2 separate regions of the Mus musculus genome follow, and region 1 is linked to region 2. Evidence: chromatin contacts called from public Micro-C data. All regions are on one chromosome and are shown on one strand. The core of a region is the stretch at or near the end of the contact, and the rest is flanking DNA. Distances in the headings are between cores, read along the strand shown.

Region 1 (5,331 bases), core at 2,634-5,133, 33 kb after region 2:
ATACTGAGGATGTCAACATATAATTTTAAAGAAAGAGTGTTATCTGTTTTAATTTTTAAATTTAGAGGTTTACAGCCTATCAGTATGATGTGTCTCCCCCCAAACCCCCCACAATTTCTGTTACTCTTGTTTAGATAGTTTACTTAAGGATTATGGAAAATCTACTCTTTTTTTCTTTGGTTTTTTGAGACAGGGTTTCTCTGTATAGCCCTGGCTGTCCTGGAACTCACTCTATAGACTAGGGTGGTGTCGAACTCAGAAATCCGCCTGCCTCTGCCTCCTGAGCGCTGGGATTAAAGGCGTGCACCACCATGCCTGGTGTAAGAGCCATACTTGCCTGTGGATATAAGGATAGGCATTTACAATGATGTTGAGAATTATACTGGTTTAGATACACAGTAGTAGTAAATTGTCTTCTAGGGTCTCTAGGGTCTCTGACCTCAGTAGCCACAGGAAGCTGGCTGAATTTACAGTACTGTGCATGAATTCCCTCCTATTGAGCAGGCCTTAAGTCCAATAAGTCAGCTGCTAGTTACTCTGGAGAAATAGGTGCAATTACTACATCCTTGCTGATATCGTGCCGTACTAGATATTATTATAGTTTGTTGGCTTTACATTTTAGTATGATTTTTAATTGCTTTTCTCCCTTGGAAGTTCACACAGTACATTGGAATATTATGAGCTAGTCCTCAGAAAAGAAACTTCCAGGTCTTCAAGCATAGGACTTGGTTGTGACTTGTAGATTGTGAGTTTGTTTCTTCATTTAAGATCTGTTAGTATCATTAAAAGTTACACACACACACACACACACACACACACACACACAGACAGGATATTTAACACCACTGGTAAGTTTTATCATAGTGAATGCCTACACCCATGTCCCCTGAGGAAACAGTAACATGAGGCAACAACGTTTCTTAAAAACAAGTTCTACCAAAACTTCCAGACTGCTGATTTCTTGGCCTGTTCCAGATTCACTTGGAGAAGTCGGTTTTTTTGTTTTTTGTTTTTTTTTTTTCCAGCCTCCCTTTTTATGGTATTAAAGGGTCCAGGAAATGCACGATATTAGTCATCAGAGAAAATGGTTAAGATTCAATAGTAAAAAAGGAACAGAAGCATAACAAGGCAGGCACTATTTGGCGTTTCTGCTGAGTGAAACCATTGTGCTTCATGGTGTCCATGGCATCATGCTTCCCAGTAGCTTCTTTAACAACACTCACGTTCACCTCTTAGGCGTGCCTTTATCCCTTTGGACAGTCCTGAGGTTTTGTCCCCCACCTTCCCCCCATTTCTCATTAAACAGTATATTGCTTAATTCTTCTGTTCCTCAGTTTATTGATCCTACTTTCCCTTTTTACTATACTATGTAATTTGAAAATGAATGAAGTAGTTTATAAAGGAAAAGTAAAATACCTAAGAATCAAAAGAAGCAAAAAGCATTAAAAATTGTTTTTATATTACTCATTCTATTTATATCAATGCTCTTTCCTTATCTCATAGATAGATATTTATACTAACGCCTCTGCTGAGGGGTGAGGTACATACTATAATTTATTCATATTTAGAGATGCAGATATTAGAGGCTGAGCTTTATTCTCTGTGGCATCTAGACACACAGTTCTCATTAGCCTGTGTCCTTGTTATCTGACTCAATGAGGCTGTTAATATATTCTAAATTCTAAATCGTGCTTCAGTTTCTTCTTTTTAATTTGTCTTTATAAATTGTATCTTGGGTATTCTGAGCTTCTGGGCTAATATCCACTTATCAGTGAGTGCATATCATGTGTGTTCTTTTATGATTGGGTTACTTCACTTAGGATGATATCCTCCAGATCCATCCATTTGTCTAAGAATTTCATAAATTCATTGTTTTTAACAACTGCATAGGACTCTATTGTGTAAATGTACCACATTTTCTGTATCCATACCTCTGTTAAGGGACATCTGGGTTCTTTCTAGCTTCTGGCTATTATAAGTAAGGCTGCTATGAACATAGTGGAACATGTGTCCTTATTACATGTTGGAGCATCTTTGGGGTATGTGCCCAGGAGTGGTATTGCTGGGTCTTCCGGTAGTACTATGTCCAATTTTCTGAGGAACTGCCAGACTGATTTCCAGAGTGGTTTTACCAGCTTGCAATCCCACCAGCAGTGGAGGAGTGTTCCTCTTTCTCCACATCCTCACCAGCATCTGCTGTCACTTGAGTTTTTGATCTTAGCCATTCTGACTGGTGTGAGGTGGAATCTCAGGGTTGGTTTGATTTGCATTTCCCTGATGATTAAGGATATGGAACATTTTTTCAGGTGCTTCTCAGCCATTCAGTATTCCTCAGTTGAGAATTCTTTGTTTAGCTCTGTACCCAATTTTTTAATAGGGTTATTTGGTTTTCCGGAGTCTAACTTCTTGAGTTCTTTGAATATATTTGATATTAGCCCCCTATCAGATGTAGGATTGGTAAAGATCTTTTCCCAGTCTGTTGCCTTTTTGTCTTATTGACAGTGTTCTTTGCCTTACAGAAGCTTTGAAATTTTTTGAGGTCCCATTTGTCGATTCTTGATCTTACAGCACAAGCTATTGCTGTTCTGTTCAGGAATTTTTCCCCTGTGCCCATATCTTCGAGGCTCTTCCCCACTCTCTCCTCTATAAGTTTCTGAAACTCAAGAAGAAGGAAGACCAAAGTGTGATACTCCGATCCCTCTTAGAAGGGGGAACAAAATACCCATGGAAGGAGTTACAGAGACAAAGTTTGGAACAGAGACTTAAGGAATGACCATCCAGAGACTGCCCCACCTGGGTATCCATCTCATAAACAATCACCAAACCCAAACACAATGGTAGAAGCCAACAAGAGCTTGCTGACAGGACCTGATAATGCTGTTTCATGAGAGGCTCTGCCGGTGCCTGACAAATACAAAAGTGGATGCTTACAGCTATCCATTGGACAAAAGCACAGGGTTCCCAATGGAGGAGCTAGAGAAAGCACCCAAGAAGCTGATGGGGTTTGCAGCCCCATAGGAGGAACAATATGAACTAGCCAGTACTCCCCAGAGCTCCCTGGGACTAAACCACAATCAAAGAAAACACATGGTGGGTCTCATGGCTCTAGCATCATATGTAGCAGCGGATGGCCTAGTTGCTCATCAATGGAAGGAGAATCCCTCGGTCCTGTGAAGGTTCTATGCCACAGTTATAGGGGGCTGCCAGGGCCAGGAAGCAGGAGTGGGTGGGTTGTTGAGCATGGGGAGAAGAGAGGAGATGGGATTTTCGGAGGGGAAACTAGGAAAGAGGATAACATTTGAAATGCAAATAAAGAAAATATCTAATAAAAAAAAGGAAAAAATTGTCTTTAAAGGGTGGATTTGGAGCTAGGAACATGGCTTAGCTTAGTCAGTGAAATGCTGGTCATGAAAACATGTATACATGTATTTGGATCCTCAGCAATTACAGCACCTATGTAAAAAAGCTGGGTGTGGTGGCATACATCTATAACCCCAGCACTGGCAAAACAGAAGAGAATGCCTGCAGCTCTCTGACTTGCCAGCCTGCATTGCTGTGTCTGAGCTCCAGGATCAGGGAGAAACCCTGTCTCAAGACATTTAGTGGAGAGTGATTGAGGAAGACATGTGATATGAACCTCAGGGTTTGCATGAGTGTTCAGACATTGTACTTATACACACACACACACACACACACACACACACACACACACACCACACGTTCACAAACTGCAAAATGAAAGAACAAATGAATGAATAAATGCATTAAAAGCAAAACTGTTCTTCATTTGCAATTGATGCAGATTTAAGTGATAAGCAGGAAGAGGGTATGTGAATTCCACTAGGAATTGGTTTTCATATTTAGTAGAAAGCCAGGGGTTAGAATTGTTGACCCCTGACTCACCAACCAGCTGCTTAGCTGAAATTGATGGATGGGTGCAGTTGTTTCCATGTCTTTTCAACTTCATTTTGCTTCCGTTCTTTTTCTTCCTCTTATTCCTCCTGGTTCTTCCCTTTTCAGTTAGCAAGTACACCATTGACTATGGTGTCTTGTCCTTAAAGCTTCTGTCTCCTGATCCCAGGCTTCTATGCTGAGGGATAGACTGACTTATATTTGAGCCTTACTTATATTCCGGCATCTCGAAGTAACTTGTTAGAAAGTATCTTATCATTGAACCTTTTTTCAGTACTGTTATTTTAGAAGTTTACCTCATGTTTAAATGCTCCCATAAGTGCTGTAGTGAATAATTCTAGTTCCTTGAGTCTTTGTTTCTTACAAGAACACTGAATGTAAGCATTCTTGTATGGGAGGATTTAGAATGGTATTTAAAACGTGCTAGCAAAGTTTCAGAGTTTTTTTGTAAGACATTAATTTTATTTAAAACACAGGTAAATGTTTTTATTTAGACAGAACTAGTATTAATATTGGAAAAGTACAGAAAATATTCACATGGCCCCAGGAAGCAGTGGCAGCCATGAAGATTTGTGAGGAATGGAAATAAGGAGGTATTATATTGTTAATCTTTATTATCACTTTAGTAAGAGTGCGTTGTTTACTCTTCTTGTCTTGTTTGAATCCACATTGTCATACTCCTAAATTTGAAAAAGTCTTTATTCTCTCAGCTTACTAAACATGACTTTCCTGGCTTATGCTCTGTACAGGTGGGAACATATTAGAAGTTCGTTCACTTAAGCAGTACAGCGCATCAGTTATTGATTACAGTTGAAGTAAATATAACATTCCAGATGCAAATTCAGTACTTTTTGTGAATGGTAATTTTCAATGTTGTCTTAGGCTGTTTTTGTTTTGTTTTGCTGTTTTGTTTGTTTGTTTGTTTAAGTGCTGTGACAATATTTGAGTGAGGATAAGGGAAAGTACTTATTCTGTCATAGTTTTGGTGACTTGTCCAAGATCAGAGTGTTAGTTAGGGCCTGGTATGGACCTTACTGTTTTATATTTTCATGGCACAGAACATGAGGAAGAACACATTTTCAAAGCCCCCTTTTTTATGACAGTGGGACTCCATGGCTTACATAGTAACTATTTGGTCCCCCCTCCTAGTACCTTTCAACAGAACTTTTGGAAGAGACACAGCACAAGCCATGGCCTGCAAACCTTTCCAGGCATTTTCTTAGTTAGCTTCTCATTCAAACAGCTTTAGTACTGAGGAGAGAAGGTAGACTGCATCATGGCCTAAGAGAACCGATGTTTAAAAAAAGATTTGACCACAAGTCAGGGTATGAAAGGTCTTCTGAAATTTGTTTGAGTTTGATTGTGGGATCTACAAGAGTGGGAAACCAGAGGAGTGGTTTAATTTTGTTTGCTGTAGTA
Region 2 (5,357 bases), core at 2,265-4,764:
CTGTCTCTGGAATCAGGAGGAGCAGAGAGCCTTTTTCTTTCTTTCTTTTTTTTAAAGGAGTTTGAACACCACTACCACCACACTGTACCCTGTAGAGGTGGACATTGCTTTCCCCAGAAAACATAGGTCAATCAATGAAAAATCTAAGTGTCCACTATGGGATACTTCCTTACATGCCATTGGCCAGGCCATAGAGGCCCCTTAAACAATATAGGCTATTGCTGTTGCTCTCGCTAGATGGAAAGACCCTATGGTTGAAGACACAACATAGTTTGGTTATAGGACATAGATAAATCAAGCTGGAACTGATCTGTAAACTATCTCACAGCTGTTTTTCATAGTGCTAGAAGGTGCTATGCAGGCTACTTGGGGCCAAAAGTCATCAATAATATTACCCAACAGTGAACCCTGAATGTTGCGTTACTAACCTCCTAGGCAAGATGTATATTGCAATAGTGGCATACACATTAGGAAGATGACTAGCCACTTTCTGATTGGATCTGAGGTTGTTTCCATAGGAATAAATTCAGCATTTCTCAACCTATGGGTCGTGACCCCTTTGGGGTTGGAACAACCCTTTCACAGGCTTTGCCTAAGACCATTGGAAAACACAGATATTTACATCACAATGCATAACAGTAGCAAAATTACACTTACGAAGTAGCACCAAAAGTAATTTTATGGTTGAGAGTCACCACTACAAGAGGAAATGTACTAAAGGGTCGCAGCATTAGGAAGGCTGAGAACCACTGAATTGATGCCTAGAACTGCAAACTGTCAAAAGCCCATGGCCAGGGAAGGACACAAGCTGTCGTGGGAGAACCTACTACTGTTGTTTTGTTAGGCAGAAGTGTTGCCAATCTGCCTTCTAAATATTTGGTTATACCCATATATTAGTGCTGTTGTCAACCCTGGCCAGGAACATTTCCCTTTGCAGTGAGCAGCAGTCAAGGCAGAGACGTGTAATTAGTCAAAGTGCTAAGGAGTAAATGACTGTTGGGTGCTCAGCCCTAAATAGGATGTCTAGATCAATCCCATAAAGCTCACAGAACACCGTGGAATGGGGGATGGGAGAAAAGTTCCAGCCATGGGGTGCTGTGAATGAAATACTATCTTCTGGACATGGCATGGAAGTTGAAGCAGCTACAGTAACCCTGGCAAGGTCAAGCCAGGCAGGAGTTCCCATCTTGACGGGAAGAGCCTCTCGAGGCCTTAGCTGAGGAGCCACTGGCAATTGAAGTTTGCTGGGAAGAGGACTTTCTGCAGGGATGTGACTACTGGTAGACTGCCCACGCTTATACAAGCACCACTACCTGGACTCAGTCAGACTATATAAAGGCATTTATTAAGGGGCCCTAGGAGTACTGGGAGGGGAGCATTAGGGGTGGCTATGACTGAATTACATAGCATTTGTAGAAATTTGTCAAACATAAGTAATATGGAGGAAAAAGGGCAGCCTTAATAATTTCAGCTATTTCTATCTTCAGTGTGAGCTTTGGAACTGTAGTGGGGATTAATAACACTATCTTTTAAAGCCACTATTTCTGGATTTTTTTTTTTTTAAAGTACATTCTGGGCTCTGGGTGGAGCTCATTTGCTTGCTAAGTATGCATGGGGTTCTAGGTTGGATCCCCAGGACCACATAAATACAACTCAGTAGTGCATGTCAGTAATTGCAGCAATTACAAAGTAGAGGCAGGAGGATCAGAAGTTCAAGGTCATCTTAGGCTCTCTAGGGAGTTCGAAGCTACCTTGAGCTCCACAAGAGCCCATCCCGGTGCCTCCCAGAAGCACATTTAAGAACAGAATGCATAGCTGTTATGACTGGTTGTCACTAATTTCTCCCAGGGGTTTACTTTAACTCTTTGTTAGCAAAGAATGCTCTTATTCAGAATTATTCTTGAAGTTCTTCTTCATTACTTTAGAAAATAATTTTACGTTCACTCATATGTCAGACTAGGAGGTGAGAGGAAACTAATATGCAACTCTTGTTGCTTCACTTGCTCTGTTTTTAGCGATGAAGAAACATCGAGACGATGTAGTGACAAGACAACAGTAGGGCCTGATCCATCCCTGGGAGAAAGGAGGGTAGATGGTTCTAAAGTAAACACACTCTTCCATTTTAAGACTGTTAGTGGCAACTCTTCGTTTCTGTCCAGCCTAAACTGTTTGCAGAACTACATTCGATTTACTGAGGCATCCTGAAGACCAGTTTGGGATTTTGTTGCATAATACCATCAATTCTGAGCAGGGCTTGAGAACTGGAAATCTTGGAGAGAGTTTAAAGAGCCACAATGATTATTAACCCTGACAAGTAGTAGAAATAGGCAGATAATTATAGGATGTACTTAATAGACAGAAATATAGAGCAGTTTATAGGAAGAGAAAAAGAAAACAAATACAAGTGAGTTTGTGGAAAAATGTGGGGATCAGTGTACACTAAAACATTAATTACCCATCCCACAGTTGCTTCCTTTTTTTCTTGAAAATGTCTCCAAACACAGAGGTTACTACTGTATTAAGAAAAAAGGGCAAACTTCTAGGTATTTACCTATCTACTGAGGAAGCATTCCTGTCAAAACCTTCAGAATGCTGGAATAAAGTGGAAAACAAGATCTCCCCCTTTATTATACCAAATTGTGCTAAATGGCAGACGAACTGACTCTAGCAATCATCCTTTGCACGCTATAGCCAACTTCGAATATCCCAAATAGCCGAGCTTCTGGAGGTAGGGCTCACATTTTTACATTCTGTATGTTTCGGTGCTTAACTGAACACCCGATCAACAGTTCAACATGGCTTACGGGGTAAAAACAGGTCTTACAAGAGGCTAAGAATTGATAACACCACCGTCTCTGACGGTCCAATACACTGAAATCTGCGATTTTCACTTCAAGCCTAATACAGACTTTCACGCCAACTAGGAGCAAACCTGTTTGCAACACAATGCTTTGTGTATACAAGGTGTGGTGGATAGGATCCGAACCTCACATCGAGCTATCTGGCGAGGGTGTCCTGACCTGGCGGACAGCCCTTCCTGCCTTTATTTTTTAGCCCAAAGACAAACGTGGGGAGGCCTCGGCGGCGGGGGCGCGGCCGGCTCGCGAGCACCGAGCTCGCTCGGGCAGCAGCGGGTGCGGCTCCCGCCCACTCGGAGCAAGTCGGCGCGGCCTCGGCGTCCCCCAGAGGAAAGGCTGGGCGCCGCAGTCGGCCTTAGCATCGCCCATCCCGCTCGGGCGCCGCGGCTCTCGCGCCCGGGCGGGCACCGCACTGGGCACACCGGGCGTCTCGGGGCCGCGGCGGGCACCCGCAGGGCCCGCCGTCCCGTCTGCTCGGTCTCGGTTCCCGCAGCCTCGCGAGCGCGCTCCGGATCCGGCCCCGCCCCTCCGGCTCGCCCCGCCTCCCGGACAATCTCCTCGCGCTCGCCGCCCGGCACGCGCGCTGCGCCCGGCCGCCGCTCCCGCCGCCGCCGCCACCGCCGCCGCGGAGCGTTTCTCCGCCGCGCCTGGCTTCCAGCTTCAGGACGGAACCGGAAGTGTAGGGGGCGGGGCCGGCGGAGGCCAGGAGACCGAAAACGCGGCCGAGCCGGGAGCCGGGAGCCGGAGCCACAGCCTGGACCAGAACTTGGCCGCCGCCTGCGCCACCGTCTCTCCCGTCGCCGTCTCCCGCGGCCGCCTCGCACCGCCACCGCCGCGAGCTCGGCTACTGTGGTCCGCGGACTTTGGGTGTCCGGGTTGAAGGTCGGTCCGGACGTCGGAGCAGCTCGGCTCCCGGACCGTCCGGGCGGCTGCGGGCGCCGCCGCCGCCGCCTCGTCGCCTCAGCCAGGCGTTTTGTTCGCTGAGACGCGAGAGGCGAGCGGAGCTGACAGTGATTTTGACAGTGATTCCAACCCGCTTTTGTTGTTGTTGGCTTTTCGTTGTTTGGTTTGGTGTGTTGTGCGTGTATGTGGCGGTTTTTCCCCCGTGGTACATTTTTTTAAATTGTTGTGCCTTTTTTTTAAATCCTTTTTTTTTCAACCCTGTGAACGTTTTTTGCTTCCCCCTCCCCCCCGCCTCGGGGCTTCCGAATATGTTTTATGACGGTTGATTTTACACCAGGAGGTTTGTCTCCGAGGAAGACCCAGGGAACTGGATATCTAGCGAGAACTTCCTACGGCTTCTCCGGCGCCTCGGGAAAATGGGAGCTGCTGCAAAGTTGGCGTTCGCCGTCTTTCTTATCTCTTGCTCTTCAGGTAGGTGGAGGAGCCGGCGCGGCGGGGCTGTGGCCGGGTGCCGGGTGCCGTCTGCTGGGCAGTTCTCGGGCCGAGGCTTTTCCCGCGCCTAAACCCGCAGCCCCGATCATCTCGAAATCTCCATGAATTCCACTTGTTTTGGGTTGGTGTGGCGAACTGATAGGTTGAGTGCTGTGTTGTTGTGCAAGTGAGAAAGTCATGGTTTGTGGCCATAACACTCGATGACAGCGCTGGTTGGGTTGCTGTTCAAGCCGCAAATACCACAAGTGAAAATTTATGTAAAGGTTTGAGACCCAGAAGGAGGTATTCCAAAATGTCATTTAGCCTAAGCTGTTCCAAAACAAGGACCGGTTTTGGTCGTCATCTAATTAGTGCTTCACCGGTGAATATCGAGACATAGATCAAGTGAGCTGGTGTTTAATTTTGACTGTGAGAAACAATGCATCCTATCAGCGATTTAATCTAGGTCTCCTCTCACGTCTTCTCCAACTACATTGTCCAGTAGTGTTAAAAATAGTTTTAGTTGCCGGAGTATTAACCCTAACCCAGTGCAGAAGAGGTATGCTGCTGTGTGTTGGTGGTGTGTGCTGGCTTTCACCCACCATTTGGGTGCTCTTTTCAGGCGTAGATTCTGCTTACCTACGGAATACTTATTTTAAACGCTTTGCACCGACACGTTGTTTTCAGTTAAGAACAGGCCATGTGAAATTGTGTTCATGTTAAATATGCTGTTCTTGTGAGATGTATTTCTTTTTCTTTTCTTTTCTTTTAACTCAAGGTTAGGAGAATACTCTGGCCATTTTATATCTGAAAAATTTGATTATGTGAAGATGTTGTATGGTTGCAACCAGTGGTTGGAAAAACTAGGCTTTTGTATTGAAATTCTGGAAATGCATACATACATCTAGCTGAAAGGTGTGCAAATGCACTTAACCGGAGAGTTAGTTGGAGGGATGAAAGAGTTTAAAAGTCACAGTGAATGCATTCATTATAAAAATTCAGTGTATACTTCCTAGGTTGTGGCAAACAGGAGGGGTGGGGGACAAATTGACAGGTTTCATGGTTGTGTCATTCCCTCGTATGTCACAGGGAAATTAGAAGGTGGTAGTCTTTTCTTTGTGTACC

The links. A called contact is a pair of places that touch in the nucleus more often than the background predicts.
Region 1: a contact with region 2 is called in a Micro-C map of muscle stem cells, with 3 times the contacts expected there. The contact joins the enhancer-like site here to the promoter of Acvr2a in region 2. A contact is called at or near these places in 1 of 484 Hi-C or Micro-C datasets (muscle stem cells), 3 of 115 datasets of contacts at active chromatin or transcription factors (all in embryonic stem cells) and 1 of 9 other capture datasets (adipose tissue).

The regions. Positions count from the first base shown.
Region 1 is chr2:48,843,293-48,848,623 of GRCm38.p6, forward strand. The region is part of intron 1 of Acvr2a (activin receptor IIA); the gene reads left to right. Among named protein-coding and RNA genes, the nearest start is that of Acvr2a, 32 kb to the left of the region's middle. Within about 2 kb of position 3,884, at least 7 of the 459 cell types and tissues checked have an H3K27ac peak or open chromatin away from gene starts, as enhancers often do. A contact at or near this core is called in muscle stem cells, where this site is marked.
Region 2 is chr2:48,810,595-48,815,951 of GRCm38.p6, forward strand. It overlaps Acvr2a (activin receptor IIA), which reads left to right and starts at 3,515. Exons shown (of 11, transcript NM_007396.4): 1 at 3,515-4,232. The coding sequence starts at 4,178.